Regions from separate parts of the Mus musculus genome. Here region 2 is linked to region 1. The links are chromatin contacts, called in public HiChIP or PLAC-seq maps. All regions are on one chromosome and are shown on one strand. Each heading gives the region's core, a stretch centred on a gene start, on an enhancer-like site or on the middle of the called end of the contact. The rest is flanking DNA. Distances are from core to core; before and after follow the strand shown. Region 1 overlaps Mcu (mitochondrial calcium uniporter). Region 2 has its middle 15 kb from the start of Ddit4.

Region 1 (4,917 bases), core at 1,473-3,972:
AACCACATAAACTTTATATTTATAATAAGCCTTAATCAGCACTAGATCTGGACAGATATCTATCCTCTAAGCTATTAGAATTTAGTTCCCATCAATAACCTCGAATTATAACTTGCCATGTTCCATCTGGGCAGCTCTTAACTCCAGTTGGCCAGCTGTCATAGCCGTGTGTTTATGACTCACCTAACCCATGGTGTCTTCTCCTCTTCCCTCCTTCTCTCCTTCTCTCCTTGTGGTCTCCTCAGACCCCAGGCCCAGGAACCCAAACCCTACCTACCTCTTTTCTGCCCAGTTATTGGCTATAGGCATCTTTATTTAGCCAATAGTTTTAAATTAAAGGAGCAAGGTCCCATTGTAGGGTTGGATTCTCATCCTTGCGAGCCACCTGGCCTTGGAGGCCACTAGTTACCATTACAATACACAGCAAAAGACCACACCTCAGGAAGGAGCAGAAAGGTACAGAACCAGGCTGTCACCTGAAGCCTCCTGCTCAGATCGGTCTGTAACCACACCAATGTCTTACCTACCCTTCTCCTTTTCCACTGCAAATCTGTTCTACATTTTTTTTTACAGATTTGTCATTTCAAGAGTGTTATAAATATAGAATCACACAATGCGTAACCTTGTGAGATTACCTTCTTTCTCTTAGCATGGTAACCTTGTGACTCATCTAAGTTGCCATCTAGACCAGTAAATGACTCCATTGGACAAGCATTGTGATAAAATGCATGCAGTCTCTTTAACATTTGCAAGTGTACAGTTCAGTGACAAGAAATTCACCCTCACCACTCTCTGTTTACAAAATGTTCCCATAGCCTCAGTAACAACTTCACTCATCAAAGACTCCCTCTCCCTCCACATCTTTGTAACCTTTACTCTACTTTCCATCTCAAGGAATTTGCCTAGTCTACACATTTTATGTAAGAAGAATCTTATAATATTTATCTTTCTGGGGCTGGTGAGATGGCTCAGTGGGTAAGAGCACCCGACTGCTCTTCCGAAGGTCCAGAGTTCAAATCCCAGCAACCACATGGTGGCTCACAACCATCTGTAACAAGATCTGACTCCCTCTTCTGGTGTGTCTGAAGACAGCTACAGTGTACTTACATATAATAATAAATAAAAAATCTTAAAAAAAAAAATATTTATCTTTCTGGTTCTGGCCTATTCTACAGAGCATAATGTGCCCAAGGCCCATGGATACTGTGTCATTTATCATTTTTTTATCCCCATTTATAACTAAGTAGTTTTATTTATTTTTTTTACTGTGCAGTATTTTTACTAATAACATGGGTGGAATATTAATGACTTGCTTGGCAAATCCATAAATGACAGGGAGTTGTCAGTTTTGCATTTTCCAAATAGAGATTGACACTAGTTATTGGATAGACTGTATTCATCAAGCTGTGGAAATCACTGATGTCAAATTCCATGTGTGATCCTCACACGGTACTGTAACTGTAAAGGAATGTGACGTGGTTCAGTTGCAATGTGACAAACATCTGACAATGACATGTGAGTGTCCTCCTCACATCTCCTATGACAGTGAGACCACAGACCAACTTGGCCTCTATTAAGAGAAGTATAACATACTGAACATGGACTGTGATCCAGCTGCCGCACTGTATCCATGGCTGGGTACCAGTATATTTTAAGGATTAAATATTTAGAATTTGTGTATTTAGAAGAAAAAAAGAGGATAATTTTATAGGAAGGTAGTAGCCACTCACTATTAGATTCAGAACTTAGTGGTCTGCCTTGGTACTCAGGTCTTAGTCACAGGACTTATAAGCACCAGCTGTGACGAGTGTGTGCTGTGCATTGCTAGACTGTTTTAACACCAATAGTTTCCCAGCAGAGGCAGAGAATGTGCTTGAGTCTGCATAATACCTTGTGAATCCTGCACGTTTGAGAGTTTATAATAATAGAACATGACACAGTTTTGAGTTTAAAGCATTTATAGTTAATGGGACTGCAGAAAAGTCATTTTCTGTTATGTATGTCTGCATGCAATTTTAGCTTTTATAGTGAATATATATTACTCTATAAAAAAACAGTTGTAAAGCAATGCTCTTGTTTTGCAAATAAACAATAATACTTTAAAACAGTTACAACATAAAGAACTTAGGTCTGAGGATATATCCCAGAGTTTGCCTAGCTCTGGATTCAATGTCCTGCCTGGCATAAAGTAGGCTTGGTGTTGCCCATAGTCCTGCAGAAAATGAGACGGGCAAATCAGAAGTTCAAAGTTACCCTCAGCTCAGTAGTAAGCCTGGGTTTCATGAGACCGTGTCTCTAAAAACCTGTGTACCAACAGAAACACACAGCTTGTTCCTCGAAGTTCCTAAAAAAAAACAATCCAAACCATAGTCAGTGACTAGAAATCTCTAGGTGTATCAGCCTTTTCATATGCTGGAGCTCAGAAAACAGTGTGCGAAGGTTTCTCGCTCATTTCCTGTCTTTTTCCTGTGTGTCATCCCTCCCTCATTCTCTCCCAAGGCAAAGCACAGAAACTAGAATTCATTCCTCCTCCCCAAGCGAGGTCACAGAAACCAGAGCCCTTTCTTCCAAAGCCAGCCATAAAACCTACAAATATTACCTTAATCTTCCCCTGCTGATCTGTCCTTCTGCTAGCCATAAAGATAAGGCCATGTAGACCAGCTCACAGCGGTCTTGTCCCAGCCTTGGGAGGGCAAAGTACTACACAGGGAGGAAAAGAAACATCTGGGCAGGCTGTGGTCTTTAGCCTTCCGTCATACCTTTTGGTCTACTCATAACTCAACATGGCTGTCTGTGAGTCAGCAAACCTAAGCCTAAAAAAAAAATGTGTGGTTCTCGTTTGGTCTTTGGGTCTTCAATTCTGTAAAATTATGATGAAATATACATGTTCTGCCTCTCTCCTGTTAGCCTGTCTTCCAAGAATGTCAGCCATCAGCCTTTGTGGTGGGCAGGAAGACACATCCTCTTGTGTGTGCCTACATGTGCTTTCAGACCCAAGTGCACACGTGGACGTTGGGTTTGGATATGCGCGTTTCCCTTTTGCCTTTAGCTTGTTTAAGTGCTAGAAAAAGCCTGGCTTTGGCAGATCGCTCTGCTTGCTCAGGGTTACCTCCTGCCTCCGGGTTTGGATTATTAAGTAACTAAATAGGAAATCCTGACTAATTTCTGTGATTCATTTCCTCCCTGACTGCTGCTGCCTAGCATGGCTGTAATGTCAGAGGATGCTAGTTCTAAAAGGAAGCGAGTGGGAGAAAAGGCTGCTATCTCTCGTGAAAATGTTTCCTGCTAAAGCAGACATCTTTGCTGTCCCTCAGATGGCTTCTGTTACATCCTCAGAGACCAAGGGCTGGCCCCTTAATGCATATTGAGTAAGCGGGACTCTGACCCACTCTTGCCTTCTGGGAGTGTTTAGGGAAAGTGTTGCTAAGATACTTCAGTCAATAGGTTGTAAATGGAACCAACCCCAAGCCACACCCTCTTCCTCCACTGTTAATCTTACTAAGTGTTAGTTTAGGATTTGGGGTTATTTAAGTGGCTCAGGCCTCTCAATTTTACTTAAAAATTTTAGGGGGCTTTATTGTTACTTGACGTGGAATTTGAAAACTAAAAAGATGAGTCTGGCAAGCAGCAGATTGGTGTGAACGTCACCAATGTGCTAGAATGCGGGGCACATTGAGTGTTTGTAGGTCTTATGAAAATCATTATTAGCAGCTCTTCCTGTTTAGTTAAGAGGTTCAGTGGTCCTGGCATTGCTGCAGATGCACAGGATGGGCAAGCAGGCTGAGAGATGGAATAAAAGTGTTTACCCCAGATCAATTTTCAGATTTTTTTATGTGTCCCTAGGACGCTTTCAAATTTCAGAGCCAGGCCTGGTAGCACTTGCCTGAAATCCCAGATCTTAAAAGGCAGGAGCAGTAGCAATAGGAGGTTGAGGTTAGCCTGGGCTACATGACACCCTTCCTGAAAAAAAAAAAAAGTATACATTAAACACACACACACACACACACACACACACACACACACAATTTTTTTAAAGAAGGAGATGTTATGCCCTACCACTCTTTTGGAAGTTATCCTGGATTGTAGTTTTATAATTAAAAATAATTAAGTTACTCTTTTTTGTCTTACACAAAACGTCACTAATGTAGCCTAGGCTGTCTTTGAACTCTCAATCCTTTTGCTCTTGCCTTCTGCAGCCCTGGGTAACACGGCTGTGAGGACATGCTTGGCTCCTGGAATTAGGCTTTTTTAACTGATACAGAAAAACATCAAAGCAGAGACTGAGGAGAGGAGGAGAGTATGGGAGAGTTTGGAGGACAGAGAAGGGGGAGCTGTTGTCATTAAATTATAATCTTTAAAAAAAAGCCTTACAGCAAAGCGGGGCTCTCATAGGCTTTTAAAATTTGCACTAATTTGTGAGTGAGGAGGCTTTCAGTATGCCCCTTTTCCTTTGGTTATTTTAGGCTAGACATTTAGCAGTCCCAACAGTAGATAGTTCAGGCATTGCTGTTTGATGTCTGATATACCATGGTAGGAGGAGAAAGTGTTTGGCTAATTTTTGGTTAATTTTGAATCAGAATGCTTTCCTGGGCTGGTTGTTTTAGATATTTCTCAAGTTTCTGCCAAGATCTGTTTGTTTTAAAGATGTTCCCCCGACGTTTTTAGTGTGAAAGGGAGGCTTGTTAGTAAAGTATTTGTGTATCGGTTCTAAATGGCCACAAAGGCTTTTGTGAATATATCTCTTTATTTGTTTTCTCTAAACGTCAGAGCCTCTCAGTTGTTACTGTAGGAGTTGTGATGCTGTTGTAACTGTCTCAAGTTGTTAGTGTCCTGACCTGTGTTGTCAGTGTGTGTGGGGGCGTGAGTGCTGGGGTTGGTCGCAGGCCTTGGGTTTCTAAGTCCCTTCTCTAGCACTAA
Region 2 (4,917 bases), core at 1,672-4,171, 360 kb before region 1:
ACACCTGGCAGGAGCAATGGGTGACTTGGGCTCCAGGAAAGTGGGTGGGGCTGGAAAGCACCTAGGACAAGGATACTCCTGTCAGGCAGGACACTGAGAGCCTTAAAATCACCTGGATAGATGGAGCTGTTCTGAGCAGCAGCTCTGACTTCTCTGAGCCAGACACACTGAGGTCTGGGACCCAGGCTTCCTCATTTCCACCCCCTACTCAGTCCTTTGCTAGTCAGGATCCTTTTCTGGGGGACCCAAGGCAGCCTCCTGATCTGCATCAGCCAAATCTGCCAAACCTAGTCACTGTGACTATCTAAACCAGTGGTTCTCAACCTGTGGGTCGCGACCCCTTTAGGGGTCAAAGGACCCTTTCATGGGGGTCACTTAAGACTTCCAGGAAATTCAGATTCCAGGAAACATTACGACTCATAACTAGCAAAAGTATAGTTACGAAGTGGCAATGAAAATAGTTTTATGGTCAAAGGTCACCACAACATGAGCAACTGTATGTGTTGAAGAGTTGTAGGGTTAGGATGGTTGAGAGCCCGTGATCTAAACCTTACTTCCTGTGTGTCACCTCCTCCCTGCTGGGATCACATTTCTATAGGTAGGGACAGACCTCCTTCATTGCTTTCTCTCTTAGGCTCCTCTCAGTTTACGGCATACAGCCAAGGCTTGGTAGATGCTGCGTAGGCTGATGGATGAGTGCCGGCTACTCAGCAGGCTGAGGCGGAGTGATTGCTGGAGTCTAGGGGTTTGAGACTAGCAAGGGACATCTAGCCAGATTCCATCTCAAAAATAAAATAAGGCAAGGCACAGTGGCAGGATTGTGGGTTTGAAGTCAGCTTGGATTGCACTGATCTGATTTAAACAGAGTGGCTGATGGCCTGGTGTACCATCTTGGTGGGCAATGTCTAGGTTTGGTCTCTGGAAACCATGGGGGAAACAGAACCAGCTTCCCAAAACTTGCCCTAAGCCATGGCATGTGTGTGATACTCCCTGCCCACAGCAATAGAAAGCAATAGAATAATGTTTGTTTGTTTGTTTGTTTGTTTTTTTGTTCTAGGAGAGGGAGCACTCTCTAGAAAGACCTTTTTTTTTTTTTTTTTAGATTTATTTATTTTATATGTAAGTACACTGTAGATGTCTTCAGACACTCCAGAAGAGGGAGTCAGATCTCATTACGGATGGTTGTGAGAGCCACCATGTGGTTGCTGGGATTTGAACTCCAGACCTTTGGAAGAGTAGTCGGGTGCTCTTACCCACTGAGCCATCTCACCAGCCCCTAGAATAATGTTATTTAATAAGAAAATTAAGGCTGAGCCGGGCGTGGTGGTGCACGCCTTTAATCCCAGCACTTGGGAGGCAGAGGAGGCGAATTTCTGAGTTGGAGGCCAGCCTGGTCTACAGAGTGAGTTCCAGGACAGCCAGGGCTATACAGAGAAACCCTGTCTCGAAAAACAAAAACAAAAAACAAAAACAACAACAACAAAAAAGAAAGAAAATTAAAATTGGCCTACTGGCTAGATGGCTCAGTGGTTAAGAGCAAGAGGTCCTGAGTTCAAATCCCAGCAACCACATGGTGACTCACAACCATCTGTAATGGGATCCGATGCCCTCTTCTGGTGTGTCTGAAGACAGCGACAGTGTTCTCATACATAAGATAAATAAACAAATCTAAAAAAAATAAAATAAAATTGGACTTGTCTGTTGGTTGGTGACTGTAAGCATAGCATTTGAGAGGTGAAAGCAGAAGGGTCAGGGGTTCAAGGCCGTCCTTAGCTTCATAGTGAGTTCAATACTCACTTGGGACACATGAGACCTTGCTTATAAAGAAGAAAATAATAAAAATAAAGACACATGCATGTGTATGCATATTTGTGTATGCGTGTGCACACACATGGATGCCTGTGTGTGGAGGTCCGACGTGGATACCAGGTGTCTTTTCTAGTAACTTTCCATTATATCTATAGGGACAGTCTCTCCATGAACCCAAAGCTCACCAGCTCCAGCTAGTCTCAGCTAGTTGGCTTGCCCCAGGGGTCTCCTGTGTCTGTCTTCTGAGATCTGGGTGACCACCATACCTGCCCAGATTGTAGTTGGGTTCTGGGGATCCGAACTCTGATCCTGGTGCTTCCAGGGCAAGTGTGTTATCACAGAGTCTTCCTGCCAGCCTCAATGTGATTCTTTTCTTTATTTCTTTTTTTTTTTAATTTTTATTTATTTATTTTATGTATGAGTACACTGTCGCTGTCTTCAGACACACCAGAAGAAGACATTGGATCCCATTACAGATGGTTGTGAGCATGTAGTTGCTGGGATTTGAACTCAGGACCTCTGGAAGATCAGCCAGTGCTCTTAACCACTGAGCCATCCCTCCAGCCCCTCCCTCGATGTGGTTCTCATGCCGGGCTGCAGGCAAGCCCTTGAGCCTTGTCTCTGCTTCTGCAAACTGGGCAGCACGCTGGAGATGAAGATCCAGGAAGTGAGGAAATGGGGGCGGGGCATTCACAGACCCTACGAAGTCCCCACAGATGGGCTTCAGGAACTGCTTCACTACACTCAGATGGGGAGACTGAGGCTCCACAAAGTCATTTTGAGACAACCCCTAAGAGGCCTTTCCAGTTTTGACTCTTCCTTAGTTTGCATTGCCATCAGCTAAGGAGTCCTGAAATCAGCTGGCCTGTCCCTGCCCTAAGGGGTGGCCTTCCCCACTTTCCTGCTGCCGTGGCTTGGTTACTGGGGATGGAGGCTTGGTTATCTCTTGTGCTTGAGGCTGGAGTCAAAGAGCAAGAGGCCTTGTGAATGTTGTGTGCAGCACAGACCAACCCAAAAGGACCTCCCCAGCTCTCTCTGCATCTCCAGCCTGGTGGCGGGAGACTCAGCTCTGAAGTAAGGCTGGGATTGTTCTTGGGTTGACCTCGGGTCAGTCTCTCCCCAGCTGTGCTGAGGAAAAGGGAAAGGCTTTAAATGGCAGCAGACTCTGCACAGGTCCCACCCCCCAGACACTCAAAACCAGAAACAGAGGCTGGGGCAGGAACAGGGGTGGGGTGGAATCCAGAGCCTTACATAGCCTAGACAATTGCTCTACCTCTGAACTACATGGCCAGCTTGTTTACAGACTGTTGGCTCTTTGGGGGGATATTTGTTCAAGTCTCCCTGGGTTTTTTCCTTAGTGGGTTCTCAGGGGCTAAATGAATGATTGGAAGGAAAGAGAGAAAAGAGAAGGTCAGAAGAAGAGACAAGCGAAGGAAGGAAGGAAGGAAGGAAGGAAGGAAGGAAGGAAGGAAGGAAGGAAGGAAGGAAGGAAAGAAGGAAGGAAGGAAGGAAAGAAGGAAGGAAGGAAGGAAGGAAGGAAGGAAGGAAGGAAGGAAGGAAGGAAGGAAAGAAGGTGAAATTTTTTTAAAATTTATTTTCTCAAAACAAAACAAAACAAGACATATTTTATGTATATGAATATACTGTAGCTATCTTGAGACACACCAGAAGAAGGCATCAGATCCCATTACAGATGGTTGTGAGCCACCATGTGGTTGCTGGGATTTGAACTCAGGACCTCTGGAAGAGCAGTCAGTGCTCTTAACCGCTGAGCCATCTCTCTAGCCCTGAGGTGAAGTTTGTTCCCCGGATCTCCCGCTTCTAGCCCACGGTGCTGCACGTCTCTGGGAGCCACTAAACAGACTCTGGTCGCTGAGCTGGTCTGAGCTGGGATACTGGGATGAATCCTGAAACTGTCAGTCACCAGCCACTTCCATTCTCCTCTGTACAGTGGGGTGGTCCTCGAGGCCTCCCTCATGAGCTGAAGGGGGTGCAGGTGTACACGCTTGCATGGATGTACCAAACAGTTGTTAGCTCTGTGCAGTCACTATACTAAACGGTAGAAGACTGGGTACAATCTGGAGCTAGACTTCCTGACATCTGGCAAGCGTCCTACCCTTCCCAGGCCTCAGTTTCCTGCTCTATAAGACAAGGAAAATAAAATCTGTCCCAGGAGCTATAAGAGTTAAATGAGATAATCCATGAGGAGATTTTGAGGGCTAGTAATATCATATCACACACACACACACACACACACACACACACACACACACACACACACAAGCTCATGGGGGGGCTTTGAATATAAATGCAGGACGCATGGTTAAACAATAAACCATGTTTATGATAACAAAACCTGCTCTCAAGATTTCTGTAATGTGGGGTTGGGGATTTAGCTTTGTGGTAGAGCGTGCTTAGCAAGGGCTCCACCCTGGGTTCAATCCTCAGCTCTGGGGGGAAAAAAGAAGAAAGAATTCTGTAATGTGTAATGTCAAAGAATAACATCCACTATTCTAGGTAGGCATGTAGGGAACTACAGCAGGAGGATCACTTAGGTTCAAGACCAGCCTGGGCTATATAGGTTGTTTAGAGGCCAGCCTAGATTATATAGCAAGAATAAATCTGTGATGTTGATGTAGGAACAATTTAGTCCTACTTATCTAATGATAGACTTTTGAGAAATAAAGGCATTTAAGGGACTTCCTAGGGGCCCTGCACAAGCATAGTAGCTGGCTGCTGTAGAAATCCTGCTTGCTTTAGAGAGAAGAAAGCAGCTGGAGACATGGAAGATTTACTCTTCTGCTTAGAAGCTAAGACACAGCGGCAAGGCCACCGGGGTAGCTCTAACTCTGGCTAAGTGTGGGATAGCCCCCCAAGGCTGTAGGCACTAACTTAGCTCCGGAAGGCTGCAGTGCCCTCCCACAAGAGGAACTGCAGCAGAGCAGCAGAGGTGAGGACCATGCTGGGCACAGAAGGGAAGAGCTGGGGACTGGAGGTCAGGAAAGGTGACCTCTGCCCCCAGGGGCTTGGTGCCAGGCCAGCCCCCATTAAGGACAAAGTGAACCAGTAGGGCGCTGGGGTTAGATAGCCAGCACACCATCCTGGCTC

Evidence for each region. HiChIP or PLAC-seq counts read pairs in DNA pulled down with a chosen protein or histone mark.
Region 2: a contact with region 1 is called in a BATF HiChIP or PLAC-seq map of CD8 T cells, with 6 read pairs. The contact joins two enhancer-like sites. A contact is called at or near these places in 2 of 115 datasets of contacts at active chromatin or transcription factors (CD8 T cells and bone marrow-derived macrophages).

The regions. Positions count from the first base shown.
Region 1 is chr10:59,576,461-59,581,377 of GRCm38.p6, reverse strand. The region is part of intron 1 of Mcu (mitochondrial calcium uniporter); the gene reads left to right. It overlaps Gm40671 (a long non-coding RNA gene), which reads right to left. Exons shown (of 2, transcript XR_871744.3): 1 at 2,600-4,917. Among named protein-coding and RNA genes, the nearest start is that of Gm40671, 3.5 kb to the right of the region's middle. Within about 2 kb of position 2,722, at least 219 of the 459 cell types and tissues checked have an H3K27ac peak or open chromatin away from gene starts, as enhancers often do. A contact at or near this core is called in CD8 T cells, where this site is marked.
Region 2 is chr10:59,934,300-59,939,216 of GRCm38.p6, reverse strand. No RefSeq gene overlaps it. Among named protein-coding and RNA genes, the nearest start is that of Ddit4, 15 kb to the left of the region's middle. Within about 2 kb of position 2,921, at least 25 of the 459 cell types and tissues checked have an H3K27ac peak or open chromatin away from gene starts, as enhancers often do. A contact at or near this core is called in CD8 T cells, where this site is marked.